3 separate regions of the Mus musculus genome follow, and all the other regions are linked to region 3. A link is a contact called in public HiChIP or PLAC-seq and promoter capture Hi-C data. All regions are on one chromosome and are shown on one strand. Each heading gives the region's core, a stretch centred on a gene start, on an enhancer-like site or on the middle of the called end of the contact. The rest is flanking DNA. Distances are from core to core; before and after follow the strand shown.

Region 1 (4,431 bases), core at 395-2,894, 290 kb after region 3:
TTCCCTTGTGGTGTGGGTCACAGTGATATTTATTGATATTTATCATAGTATTTGATAAATACTGAGCCCAATATTCATTTCCAGAAAGTGACATAGTATGTAATTATTTAAAATATACTCTGTCAATGCTGGTGTTTAAGTGGGACATTCTAAGGCTTAATAATGTGCCTGATTCATAGAAAATCTCCATAAATTTTTATGAATTACTGCCAATTTTATTCAGTTGAGTATTGTGGCATAGTATTGAGGTCAGGTACTGCTGTGAGGTAACAAGCAGGAGAGAGGAAGGAAGACCTAAGTCTCCCTCTGCTATCAGATGATTTCCACCCATTCTCTCATCCATTTTATATAATAACTGTTATATAACATGTAATATATAATATATAAGATGTCTGATAAAGCTTTTAAGTGAAGAAGCCAAGACAGATGGAGGAATTTTCTAGGGGGCAAACTGTGGGTCAGTACTTATGGGATATTAAGTTTCTTTTCTATCTCATATTGTGATAACCAAGATTTCTTCCCTGGTCCCCACTGGTACCTTTTTTTCTCTGACTTCTCTATCTCAATAGAGTTATGTTGAAGGAAGCTAGGCTGAAATGCTGAATTTTAAATAACACCCTGGTGATTCTGATCTAATAGGAATATCAACCACTGGGCTAACCTATGGTCTCATCAGATGTCTAATTGGACTAACCTAGGTTCTCATCAGATGTTTATGTCTATAAGCCTAGCATTTGCAAGTGTGGTCCTAAAATGTTCTTTAGGTCAATGTGACAAAGACAGAGTGTTTATCAGGTAGAAAGCATTACTGGACTACAAAGCTGATGGCCACTTTGCCTTTTTTTTTCAAGTGTGTGATTCATAGGAGTGGTATCACTCTCAAATCCTATGGGATTTGTATCCTGTTGTGAGACTCACTGAAGGGTTAAAATGAGGGAAGGTGGCATTTGTTTGAAGACCTGGTAAGTTTTTATGGACCAGTGGGGTATGCACAATGGCTAGGAGGATTCTAGAAAACAGAAGAGAGACCTGGAAAGGAGACCTTTGGTGGGGGGAAAAACATTGTAAAATTGTCTAAAGCATGACTAGCATTCCAGTCACAGAGAAAGAAAGGGAGTATGTGGTGGAAAGGGTGCTTTGGACCAAATTACAAATGCTGTGAGTGGCAAATAGCCAAGTCTCAATAGTTAATTTTCTAGGAATAGATTAAACGTATTGACTATTTTTGACCAAAAAAAAGAAAAAAAAGAATTAGGTCAGATTCTCTCTTGGCAAGTGGAACTGACACAGTTCCAGAAGTGGATTCCTGGGGTAAGCAGCCTTCTCATGACGGATGCAGACTCAGGGCAATTTTGTGGGGGAGGAGAAAGAATTATAGACAGGACTTGGGACTTAATGCCCCTGATCGTAATTTGAATGAATGAAAAAAATGTTTCTTAATATATTTGTATTTGTCCAAAGTACTTTTCCACACAAGGTTTGGAGCAACAGGAAAGGAAGTGTTTGTAGTTAAATGGCATTACTGCACATTTAAAAAACATAAATAAATATAAAGGTTCAAAGACCTTACAATTAATACTATAATGTATGCAAAGGCTTAGGGAAAGAATGGCTTCCATCTATTCTCTCATTCCAGTGTTTCCCGTCAGGGCAGGCTTGGCCACTCCCCAGTATTCCAATTAAATAGTTGAATAAGGATGAGAAGCAGAGATCAACTCTCTCTCTGTGTGTGAGTGTGTGTGTGTGTGTGTGTGTGTGTCTGTGTGTGTCTGTGTTTGGTGTGTGTGTCTGTCTCTCTCTCTCTCTCTGCCTGCCTGTCTGTCTTATCTTTGTGTGTGCATGCATGTATGTCTCTGTCTTCATCTCTCTCTCTTTGTGTGTATTTGTCTCTGTCTCTCTATCTCTGACTCTATGTTTATCTGTCTCTGTCTCTCTCTGTCTCTCTCTGTGTCTCTCTCTCTCTCTGTCTCTCTCTCTCTCTCTCAAATATACACACAATAGGAAAGAGAAAAGACAGCTTATAAGTAAGTATTTGGGGTTGTTGGAATGATAGTTTCTCCCCTAGGCTTTGGTATTTGAACACTTAGCCTCAGTGATGGCACTGTCTGGGGGAGATTAATAGAGGTGAAATCTTACTGGAGGAAGCTTGTCACTGGGGCTGGGCTTTGAAATTTTATAGCCTCTCCCCACTAGATAGGAAATTTACTTTATATATATTTGAAATTGTAATGTAATCACAATACTTCTCCATTTCTTTTCCTCCCTCTAAACCTTTCCATGCCCCCTCCTTCCAATTCACTGCCTTGTTTTTCACTAATTGTTATTGTTTCCTGTTTGTAAACTTAAGATGTGATTGCTCAGCCTTGCTCGGCTGTCAGGCCTCTCTGCCTTTATGGACTTTGCCTTGGAAATCATATGAGTCTGCTGTCTATAAAAACAAAGGGGCCCACCACAAATTCATTTTATGATATGTACCAATTATAACAAAGCCTCAAAAAGCTCTGAGTGTAGTGTCAACTCTATTAACCCCTGCCTTTCCAAGCAAGACTCACAGCACACCTTTAAAACTTGAAGAGTCTACTTTTGAGACAAGACCAATTTCTGTGGAGAGAAAAAGTGCTCAGTATGTGTACACACAGATCATATTCCCTTCTTGGACTAAGGAGACAGCTTGCCTTTGAACTTGGACATATTGGCATGCTCAAAGGAAGTTCCATATAAGCCAAGGCCACCAAATATAAAATTTTTCTCCTAACACAGAATATAAATGATTGTTGAAATTTAAAAGCAAGTGTGTAAAAATTATCTTATTAAGAAAAATAACATAGAAGGAATAGGAGAAAGGAGAGAGGGAGAAAGAGAAAAGGGGAAAGGAAAAAGAATGGATATAGGAGAGGAGAGGGAGGAGAGGAGGGAGGGGAAGAGGGAGAGGGGGAAGGAAAAAAGAAGAAATGGGAAGGATGGAGGGAGGGAGGAGGGGAGGAGGGAAGGGAGGTATAAGACAGGTAGGAGGGAGGGAGAGAGGAAAGAAAAAGGGGAGGGAGGAGAGGAGGGAGAGAGGGAAGGAAAAAGAAGAGATGGGAAGGATAGAGGGGGATAAGAGGGAAGGGAGCAGTAAGAGAGGGAAGGAGGGGAGGAAGTAGGGAATGAGGGAGGGAAGAAAAAAGAAGACGGGAGGGAGGCACCTTTGGCTCCTGCATGTCTATAAGCCATATCTGTCTTCTACCAGCATTTTCAAGCTTGGAGGCTGCTTTAATTAGAAGTACAGGATGGTTCCTTGCCAACCTCCTAACTTAAGTAAATTCCAGATCAAAACTTCAAAGAACCTAAAGTACTGATTACAATATGATTTTAGCCCAGAGTCTTAAACCACTGAGCCTCCCTAGCAGTTAAGAAGATACTGACTCAGACCATCACCAGACAGCAAGATTCCTGTTCTTATTTTTAAAGGAGCAGGAGAGAGAGAGAGGAAGCAACTGTGGGGCCTTTAGAAACCAGCACACAAGAGACAAAATAAGCCATTAAGATTCAACACAATACCCTGAATTCCTGTTAAGTCATTTTTGAAAAGAGAAACAGGCATTGGTTACATGAAGATAAGGCCAAGATGCTTAACAGCAGGTAACTGAGATGCCGTGCTGCCAGGGAAGGAGGAAATAGAGCTCTGTCAACGTGACTTGGACTTGGCCTGGGGAAGCGTGTAAGGTCCACCCAGCACACATTCTGGGTTGTCCCTCTGTCGACACTGACTTAAACAAACCCTTTAGTGTCCCTGTGAGTGTGCACTGTGAGATGTTAGGAAAGAACAACCCTTCAGTGTATTCATGAGCAAGTGGCCAGGTCACCCCTGCAAGTGAATACTTCACAAAGTAATACCACCAGGCTCCGAAGCTACCCTGGAGCAGGCACATGTTAACTCCTTCAGGCCAGGCCTGAAAAGCTTACATTCAGGGTACATTAATCTGAAAACAAGTGTACTTTTGTGTCTCTGGAGGATCTTTTTCATTGCCATCAATTTAGTACACTGATAGACTGAGATCCTAGTTTCGGTGTCAGGTTGCCCCCAACTCTGCTCAAGCCCAGCCCCTCCTCAAGCCAAGCTACTTAATTGAGACTAATCTGAAGAGAAGTGAAACAATGTATCCCTTCCTGATTCATTTCCTCCATCCTGGAGGCTCCTGCTCCCTTCTCTCAGTCGCCACTCCAAGTTTCTTGGGAGAGAAAACCAACTACGGGGCAGAGTAAACTCAGCTCTGTTCATAATATTAGTGGCAGACAAAAGAAACTCATGCACACATACATAGGGGTACAAGGACATGTCTGCCTGCACACACATACACATGTGCACATGTGCAAGATGTCTAAACTCATGTTGACCTCCTTTGCTCATCCTGATCAGCAAACGCACAGAAGAGTTCTTCAAGAGATATC
Region 2 (4,789 bases), core at 624-3,123, 510 kb after region 3:
TCTTTCAAAGAAGAAAATACTTTGCAACTGCAAATGTCTCTTACTTTTAAAAATGAATGTGATTATATTATAATCTCAAAAAAATTAAATGCTTCTTCTAAAAACCAAAGTGATAAATAAAATAAAGTGTAAATTCAAATCACCCAAAAATGTATCTGAAAAAATTTAAATTTTAATCCTTTTAGTGACTTTCTACTTAATTTTCCAGGAGAGACTAGATGTTGGTTTCTGCAGAATGCACATTCCGTGTGGAACAAACTGACCCTACTTGGGGTTTTTAAGACCAGGTTTTTGAACAATCGTGGGGGGGGGGGCAGCTAGTAGCATCGTCAAGCAGGGATAACAGGGTCCCTGATGTAGATTCCTATTCTGATGTCGCCTCCTGGAATATCGGAGACATTTTTAGTTCCAGCTGAAACCACGTATTCCTTCAGAACAAATCAAATGTCTTTAAAGAATATTTCTGTTTGAAAAGGAATTAAGCTCTCCTGAAAGAATTTTAAAGGTTGTGATTTTCACAGTCTGATAAAGCAGCACCTTTAATGAAATTCTAATTAGCAATTTCATGCACTTGCTATTAGTCATATCAGATTAGTGCACATTTTCACAGCCTTCCTTTAATTAAGTGCACTTATTCCGAGTTTCAAACACTTTCCTTATAAGATGAAAACTGTGCTGAAATGTTATTTAGTAAACAGAGGAAGTGTGAACGTGTAGGTGTGCATGTGTACAGGGGCGGACATTTTAACTGCCTACAGCTTTTTATATTGAGAGTTTGGTGGGGTGGTTTCCATGCCCTGTTCCCTGGTCATCTCAATGTCGCCTTGTATTTCAAGGGAACTGTTTGTGCCTTCATCCCAAGTACACGCAAGGAGTTTGTTTGTCTGTTTGTTTTGAGTTTTGCTTTAAATCTTTCCTTTTTCTATGTGTGTTTTGTTGTGGTCGTTACTTAAAATATTTTTGCCATGTGGGTTTTATTGCTGGGCAAGAAGCTGAAAGCAACTGTCTCCTCAGAAAAGCAATGAGTGATCTTCTCTACTCATGTAATAACCCTAACCTTACCACCTCTTTCTTGCAAGCACCTTCTTCCCTTTAAAAAGCAGCCATTAGATCCATCACACCTCCTCTATTTATGAAAGTGCAAGGAGCAGCCAGACATCGTTATGAGAAGGGTCCCTGCTATATCTGGACTTCACTTTTCCATCATTTCCAGGCAAGGCAGAGCACGGTCTGCAAGCTCCAGAATCTTCTTGGCTCACCCTGACCTCCCAGCCCTCTGAAGGCCTTCTCCTAATCAGGGAGATTGTATTGTCTGGGAATCAGTCCCTTCTTATCTTTAGCCCTTTGTCAAATGAAAATTGTGTTACCTGTTTTGCTTAGAGGTTTGAAACTTGTAATATATTAACTAATAGCTTCACATCTCAAGCATATGTAGTCTTGTTGGTGTCCTTCATTTATACTGTAACATTTTTGACATTTTTAGATAGTCTCTTGGGAACCCCCGGAGCCTCTTACCAGGGCCCTCCATGAAGTATGTTTGCCTAATGGTTACTGACTGACATCTTAATAACGTGCGAGGCACAGCTCCGGTGCATCGGTTGAAGAATATGTGCGTATGTGTGCATGCACTCGTGTGTGCACGCCTTTTAATTCATGGTCCATTTTGTCATGTGTGAGCCATAATTTAAGCTAATAATTACCAGACATGAATTCAATGAAACATTGGTGTCTACACTAAAAAAAAAAAAAAAAAAAAAAAAGTCTTGAATTTTAATGCATTCGGAAAAAACGTTTGCCTAGGGCCAGCCTGGGTCCAGCACGCATATGGAAGCACTTTAAAAGTGATAAATGGTTTGGAATCTACCCTGTCTACTGGTGTGCTACTCAGGAAAGAAAATTAGAGCTAACAGGTGTTAGATAGGGAATGCTGGGGCATTTTAATAGAATTGTCAAAATGTTGGTACCAGATGTTGACATTAATGCACGAAGCTCGGAACTGTAATGCTGAGCTGCCATTTAAATGATTATTTGTTTAAATTTCAAGTTCCCGGCAGGAAGCCCTCACTTTGGTCAGCACCTTTCCCTCCACTCCATCCCTCTGCTCTTTCCCCTACGATTTGCATCAAAGTGTAGTGGCTGTTCGGCTCCCATATGCATGCTTTAAATAATCCATGCCTGTCAAATTTCATTTTTTCTTTTCAGATCATACTCATGCCATTCCTGTCCTAGGCCGCCTTGAAGTCGACCTCGATGTATCCGTATATGAGGGGGAAAAATGATTTAAATACTGCCAGTTACAGGATAATTAATCTTTGAACTACTCGGTAACTTCAAATGTATATCCCAAGTAATCTGCATGAACTTGTAATTACTGTGTATTTATACGATATTTTCCATGTAATCACCAAGTTGTTACATGGTGATGTGAGCCTTGTAAATTACAGTGATAGCAGAAACTAATCTCACCCATGCCACTGCAGAAAGCTCGTGAAGGAACTGCCCGTCGACTGCAGTCAGCTTGTGGAAGGCTCCAGAAAAAAAAAAAAAAATTCGTGCTCTGCAGGGCTCCGGGAGCCTGCAGTATCAGCCAGCTTTAAGCATCTCCAAAGACTGAAAGACTAGAGACAGCAGAAAGGGTGACATTTTTTCATCCAGTGTGTGCAAGAAGGCTGGGATTGGCTTGGACCATGTAACGCTGCTGGAGTTGAAAGGCAATGGTGGGTCGGGATGGGGATGGGGGTGGGGGTATCTAAGCAAAAGCCACCATCCGGTCCTTGCTCAGCATTCTCTGGATACTCAGGGAAGGTCCTGAAATAAATTCCTATATGAGTTTCAAAAGCAGACCCTGAGGCAGCTTTTCTTTGTCATCTTTTAAAACCCAATTAAAACCAAAGCAAATCCGTCAGCTTTTCCACACCAAGGCATCACGTCTCAGCTCTCCAAGAACTTCTTTCCTAAAGGGTTTGTGTGTGTGTGTGTGTGTGTGTGTGTGTGTGTGTGTGTGTGTGTGTGTGTGTACATGTGCATGTGCACACATGCAGATGCTTGAGCTGTCATAATGTCACCCAAGCTCACATTGGACCATTTATTTGCAAAGCCATTATCCACACAGGGAGGACGTGGGCTCTTGCCTTTGTACTCAGGGAGACCACTAGGCTGTTTCTCTTTGGAACCTGGAAGAATGAAGAAAAAGGCCTTACTGGAAGCTTCAAGTAACTTTGAACAGGCGAGGAGACAGAGAAGCTGAGTTTGCCTGGAGTATCCTGGGGTTCTGGGTTTTCCTCTTTTCTCAGATGCTCGGAAATGAAAATGAAAAACAAAACAGCAACGCAGAGGAGTCAAGAGGCCTGCCACTCAGCTGCAGCCCTGCACCTGGCTCCCACATTGCATCCAAGGTTCTCAAAAGTTTCAGGCTGATGGTGGGCGGTAGAGGACTGTCTAGAACTTACCTTTTCCACATAGGATACCACTGCCCATGTGAGCTTGCACAAATGATTCATTTCTGAATAGAAAGACTTTTTAAAATTAGCCACATCCCATAAGCTCAGTGTCCATGTGTGTCTGGTGGCCATATTTGAATGCTTATATGTAGGCTATTTTCTAGATTGCTGGGCAAAAAGTCAAATGTATTTTCTGGTCACCCTCCTGATAGTTCCCACACAGAGACACTAGTGTGTGTGTGTGTATGTGTGTGTGTGTGTGTGTGTGTGTGTGTGTGTGTGTGTGTGTAGGGTGCAAGCCTAGAGAAGGGCATCCTTACTTCCTGGACAAAACCTCTTCTCCCTGGCCTACCCTTGTAGGTCAGGGTTAGAAGTGGAGATGAGCGTGTTACCCACACCCTATCAGAGACCTGTGAGACATGTGAACCCAGGAATGGAGGATCAAGTAACCAGCGGCATTTCTAATGCTGAACTTACTTTACCAGACTAATTCTGTGGTACTATTTGCCTTCCAGAAGAGAAAATCCCAGCCCCATTTGCAAGTGGGAAGTTTTATTTGCTCCTTATTTTCTACTTGATTGACATTAGTCATATTTTATCATTGTATCAGAAACATGCTAGGCTCCTTGCCTCACTGTGGCAAACAAATGAGGTAAAGGAGAAAAGATGAGCTTTGTTTGGCTCTTGGTGTCAGAGGATTCAGCCCACTGCCGAACATATTTGATGCAGCAGAACATCATGGTGGCAGGTGCCTGTTCCAAACACTTAAAGGTAATCAAAAAGGAGGGAGAAGGAAAGGGGAAGAGGGGAAGGAGAAGAGGGAGGGGGAGGGAGGAAGAGGGGAGGGGGAAGGAGAGGGGGAAGGAGAAGGAGGGAGGGAGGGAGGGAGGGAGAGGAGGGAGGGGGGAAGGGGGGAGAGGGGGAGGGGAGAGGGAGGGGGAGACAGAGAGGGAGAGGGAGAGGGAGAGGGAGAGGAGAGGGAGAGGGAGAAACCTAGAAAAAGAAATAACCACCACTGGAGACATGGCTGAGTGCTTGCTATAATTGCATGAGGATCTGAGTTCAATCCTAGCACACACATTAAAAGCTCAGGATGGCAGTACATGCTTGTAACCCAAACTTCACTTTCAACTTGAACATTCTGCTTCCAGTTTGCCACGGCCATGAGAGAAGTCCTTGATGAGAATTTCTACTGTTACAAAATGCCCCTCTGTAGAGCCATGCCTTCCTTGCCAGAACAGACTGTATCCTCTATACCATGCACCCAAATAAATCTTTACTCCCTTGAGTTGCTTCTAACAGGCATTTGGTCAGAGAAATGACAAGAGTAACTAATACAGCCAGTAAAA
Region 3 (4,744 bases), core at 1,649-4,148:
GGGAATGACCCCACTTGTGTCTGAGCATGAGTGTTCGAGAAAGTGAATGGCTTTTCACTGATAATTACTGTTATTTTCTCTGAAGAGGGTTTGTCAGAGAAGCTAGCAAAGCTTACTACTGAAGTCTCTTACCTTGCAGGCCTCCCTCTGTGGCCCTGTGTTTAGCTCTGATAATCTTGTCCTCTGATTCTTAAAACAGGTCTCTAGATATATCGCATAGGCTTCAGGCACCTGGAACCTGGATCTACCCAGGGTTTCCCGGGAAAGGAAATGGCAGCGTGAGCAAACCGGAGCAGCCTTGCCTGGCTCAAAGGTGAAGTTTCTAATTTATGGTATATCGTGCTTGTGTGTGGAGTCTCCTTACAGCCTGTGCTTCTTAAAGAAGCCCTGGGCAACCTGGGTCCATCTGTTACTCCTACTTGTTGAAGACAGAAGCATGCTGTGACTCATTGCAGGGGCTTGTAGTTCCCAGAGCACCTAGCACAGCCTGGGTTATTTGTTGAATGAATGAAGTATAAACCAAGCGCTGGCACCTTAGAGCTCATAGATAAGAAAGGTCATAATGACCTGAAGCAGACAGGTGCAGTCCATGGAAATCTGGTGTGAAAAACAAACCCGTGTGGGGGCCTTGAATCAGAAACCTGCCGTATCTGGGAGGCTGTGGAATGTGGGAGGGCGCTCCCCACATGCAGGAAGCTGCCATTCTCAACTTGGGTTCCTATTCACTTCGGTGTGTCTGATAACAAACGGGTATATCTTCCTTTTCTAGCCTCCACCATGTTCTCATTTTCCCAGCTTGCAAACAATGCCTATGTCAAAGCAGAACCCCAAACATAAGCAGAATCCAGCTAGGGGGTGAACCGTGCCCCCAGGCAGGGCTTTGGGCAAGAGGGGGAGATGCTCAGACCCAGATTCCACATGCTGTGTAGACTCCAATTACCCAAGGACTTAGAGATCAAACAGCCCAACTGTGCTGCACAATGAAGGAGGAGGTCTTAATTTTACCGTGTGCTACACCCTTCCAGCCAGACTGTGAGAAACAATGCATTCCCTTTATGTTCTCCGGAGCACAGAACCTCCCTGAGATTGTCTTGTGTTATCTCAGCAACATCTCTCTAACGTGGACAGGAGGGAGACTTAAGGCGTCTGAAAGAACCGAGTGATTTCCTCTGGCCTGGAGTGAACATCCCGGCAACCAAAGACAGCTTTAGCAGAACGGCTCATTCCTACTTGGCCTGTGACGGAATAGGATATTAATGTTATTTATTTTTAGTTCCAGATCTGTATTTTAAGGTGTTTTATTGGTTTATGGGAAAATGGGTTTGCGTGAGCTGAGCTATGGTATAGGACTTGATGTATATAAAGCATGTATGAAAAAGCTTAGAAAATAGCATGGGCCAGATGTTAGAATATTGCAAGTTTTTGTTTTCTTTCTTTTCATGGTACAAACAAGGTTTTTGATGAATCATGGTACTGCCAAAAAAAAAAAAATCTAGAAAAAAATTCCTTTCAATTTTACCCACTGAGCCATCAACCAACCAGCCCTCCCTTTAAATTTTAACATGGAACAACATTTGGGAAATTGAATATTTAACATTGAGAAAAGCGGACATCTTTGAATTTCACTTGGTAGACATTTTAGCAGGCATGCCACAGTAGAAACACAAACCCACAGTTTTTATTTATTTTTATGAGCCAGTATTTTTTTTATTCTTTCAGTTTCCAGATAGTGGATTCAAAAATTTCAAACAGTATTCAAAAGGAGATAATGATTCTTAGAATTTTTTGACACAGGGGCTTCACTTGAGTAATAATCGGATACCCTACATCGACACTCTTCACAGACTTTGCTAAATATGAGCACTGGAGATGTCTCAAGTCGATCAGTGTTTCCATGGAAATAGATAACCCTTAGATAAGGCCTGAGAAACAGGGTTTGAGATGCTGTGAACCCCAGTCCCAGCACAGGAGAGAGATCAGAGTTCCGAAGACAAATGTGTATTTCTGTAGGATGAGTGTTTTCTCCGAAAGCATTAAGGGCGAGGACAATACTATCGTAGGGTTTTTAATCTTGGAAATAAGAGAGTAAATTACTTTGTACCTTATGCTTTTCAAGAGTGGTTAACCCAGCTTTGGAAGCAATGCTTCCTATTCCTAAAGGCAATAAGAACACTAGCTTAGAAAACTTGTGAATTACGGCTTCCCTGGCTGTGAGTTCCTAAGCTATTTATCTTAATTTTAGTTATCTTCTCTCATTCCAGTACTGCACTACATCCACACACATTTAATGATGTTTGTGAAATTCATAGCTAACTGTCTTGTATCACTTGGGGCTGCCTGGACATTACTTTTTGCTAATACTTTCTGCAAGAAGAACTCTCAAAGTCTGCACTCTACTTTGGACTTTTAACAAGAATAAACCTACAGAGCTGTATTTCTATCACTCCTTTCTGACTAAATCAATATTTGACTGGAATAGCCCCCATGAAAAGTCTGATTATTGAATATTGTGAAATCCACATCACTGTCCACAGCCGAGAGCAGTCCTCCTGCCCGTGGGTAAGAATTAAGATGTCGCAGGCAGGAATCAACACAGGATACTGGATTAAGTGAAGCTTTTTTCCCCCGTGTGTTAGAGCAAGTTTTATGAGTTAGAGAAGTCGCTGCCAGGCCGTGGTTTCTACACACAGGAGTAGTCTCTGCTGGGAAAAAGGGTTACAAAAGTCACCCGGCTTACCTTGCTTGTCACCACAACTCTGCAGGCGCGAGTGTCTCCAGTCCCACAACAGTTTAACTCACATGGATCCAGGAAGAAACCATTTCTCTGACCGATTACATCTTGGTTGCTCCCAAGGATACAGGGCTTTTGGGAAACACTGTGCATGCGTTCTTCGGTGGTTCCTCTCAATTTAAAGGCTGAAAGATGGGCAAGTGTCCAGTGGCTGCCCGACGACCGGGACAGGAATTCGCAACAGTAAGGCTTGTTCAGAAAGGGTTTCCCGTGACACAGCACAGTTTCACAGCAGCCACTAGATGGCGCATGAGAACCACTTGTGTCAGGCACCAACGCAAATGATCAGGTCTGTTCACAGCGAACCAAAAAAGTCCGAAAACAATCCTTCCCAAACTACTTTTCTAATAGGTTATTATCACCATCTCAGTGTTTACACGAAACCTAAATGGTCTTGATTTGTTTGGTGACTGTAGGGGAATCCTCCACAGAATATCCCGGTCAGATTGTAAACGTGGCATTTTAAATCTTTATTAAGTCAGAAAAGGGAATTGAGACAGACAGGAGCAACTAAATCTACCTATTTAGTACTGAACTTCAACAAAAGTTTTCTAAGTGTCTACTGGGTGGGAATGTTACTTAAGCTTCTTAAATGGTAAAAGAACATTCTATTACCCGGAAGAAAAATAAAAACCAAAATAACAACAACAAAAACAAAACAAACAAACAAACAAAAAAACCCAAAGTACCAGCAGCAAAAACGGTACCATCAATTTCACATTGTACAGAATGTCAAAGATATGTTAGACCTACACATAGCTCTGGGACTTCAGTAGTTGAATTTAAATTTTTTTTTCTATTTATTTATTTGAACGTGTGTGAGCTCATGTCCTACTGTGAAGGTCAGAGGGCAACTTGAAGGAGTCTGCTTCTCTTTCCACCATGTAAGTCTTGGGGATTGACATCATGTCCTGAGGTTTGGTGGCAAGTGTGTTTACAGTGAGCCAGCCATCTTGCCAGTTCATCATTTCTTGATGTAGAACAAATATGAATGTCAGGGACAAAAACCAAAGCAAAACCAAACCAAACCACAACTGCAACAACAAACCCCCTATAATCTCAGGACTTAGCTTATAATTTTTTTCCCTCTTAGAGCCAAGGATAACTCTCTTTGCCTTAGTAAATGTAAACTCCTATACAGAAAATACTGAAAGAGACAAAGTTACAGTGGAAGCAGTTTTTGTTTTTCTTTTGTGTTTGTTGTCATCAAATATAAAATTATGACACTTCTAAACCCACCTTCTGATAAACATTAATAGTAACAGATCTTATAGAAATATTCAGAGGGGAAAATCCTCAAGAAAACATCTTCAAGTTGATTTTGAAAGTTCTGAAGATGACTCAAAAGTCTCTGAAATATGTTTACTAGAAAGTCAGTGGCTTAAAACAAACAAACTAGGGGCAGCTTTTCTCTTTCACCCTCCTTAAAGTAGGTGTGATATTTCTTCTGAGGCAACCTGGAGCCCAGAGTAAAGACTGCTCTCATTTTTAGATCACTGGTTGTTTGTTTGAACTGAAGAATTAGTTGCATTTCAAAATAAGGACATGCCTAATGAAATGATTAAAACACACAGAGCATTAAATTATAAGCAGATGGGAGAGAAGTGGGTAGGGGGGTGGCCTTGCTGGGGACCTGAGTCCAGGGGAGCTGGCAGCTTTGGGGATTCCTATAGCAGACAGTTGCTTAAGCAACAGAGAGCAGAAAAACTACCTTGGAAGGCAAATCTCTCTCTCTCTCTCTCTCTCTCTCTCTCTCTCTCTTTCTCTCTTTCTCTCTCTCTCTCTCTCTCTCTCTCTCTCTCTCTCTCTCTCTCTCTCTCTCAGATATCTATGCAACAAGGCCCCTGAGGGGATAGCCATTATTAATACATAGAAGGACTTGGAGAAGCGGGACCAGGAGCTGCTTCAGGGGTGAAGAGCTGAATCCAGAGGTCCCGTGTAGGAGTGAATTAA

What was found. Promoter capture Hi-C pulls out the DNA fragments that hold promoters and counts their contacts. HiChIP or PLAC-seq counts read pairs in DNA pulled down with a chosen protein or histone mark.
Region 1: a contact with region 3 is called in a CTCF HiChIP or PLAC-seq map of the NIH/3T3 cell line, with 16 read pairs. The contact joins the enhancer-like site here to the promoter of E330013P04Rik in region 3. A contact is called at or near these places in 16 of 39 promoter capture datasets (the 3T3-L1 cell line, the C10 cell line, the HPC-7 cell line and 11 more), 1 of 15 datasets of contacts at CTCF or cohesin (the NIH/3T3 cell line), 12 of 484 Hi-C or Micro-C datasets (cortical neurons, embryonic fibroblasts, embryonic stem cells and 3 more) and 5 of 115 datasets of contacts at active chromatin or transcription factors (bone marrow-derived macrophages, embryonic fibroblasts, embryonic forebrain and 2 more).
Region 2: a contact with region 3 is called in a promoter capture Hi-C map of second pharyngeal arch cranial neural crest, with 17 times the contacts expected there. The contact joins the enhancer-like site here to the promoter of E330013P04Rik in region 3. A contact is called at or near these places in 20 of 39 promoter capture datasets (the 3T3-L1 cell line, 3T3-L1-derived adipocytes, the C10 cell line and 14 more), 1 of 15 datasets of contacts at CTCF or cohesin (the NIH/3T3 cell line), 6 of 484 Hi-C or Micro-C datasets (cranial neural crest, nephron progenitors, palatal mesenchyme and 1 more) and 4 of 115 datasets of contacts at active chromatin or transcription factors (embryonic basal ganglia, embryonic forebrain, embryonic hindbrain and 1 more).

Annotation. Positions count from the first base shown.
Region 1 is chr19:59,850,189-59,854,619 of GRCm38.p6, reverse strand. No RefSeq gene overlaps it. Among named protein-coding and RNA genes, the nearest start is that of Gm46662, 30 kb to the right of the region's middle. Within about 2 kb of position 1,644, at least 10 of the 459 cell types and tissues checked have an H3K27ac peak or open chromatin away from gene starts, as enhancers often do. A contact at or near this core is called in the NIH/3T3 cell line and embryonic fibroblasts, where this site is marked.
Region 2 is chr19:59,633,640-59,638,428 of GRCm38.p6, reverse strand. No RefSeq gene overlaps it. Among named protein-coding and RNA genes, the nearest start is that of Gm19956, 19 kb to the left of the region's middle. Within about 2 kb of position 1,873, at least 3 of the 459 cell types and tissues checked have an H3K27ac peak or open chromatin away from gene starts, as enhancers often do. A contact at or near this core is called in second pharyngeal arch cranial neural crest, where this site is marked.
Region 3 is chr19:60,142,829-60,147,572 of GRCm38.p6, reverse strand. E330013P04Rik (RIKEN cDNA E330013P04 gene) reads right to left here and starts at 2,898. Exons shown (of 5, transcript NR_026942.1): 1 at 2,738-2,898.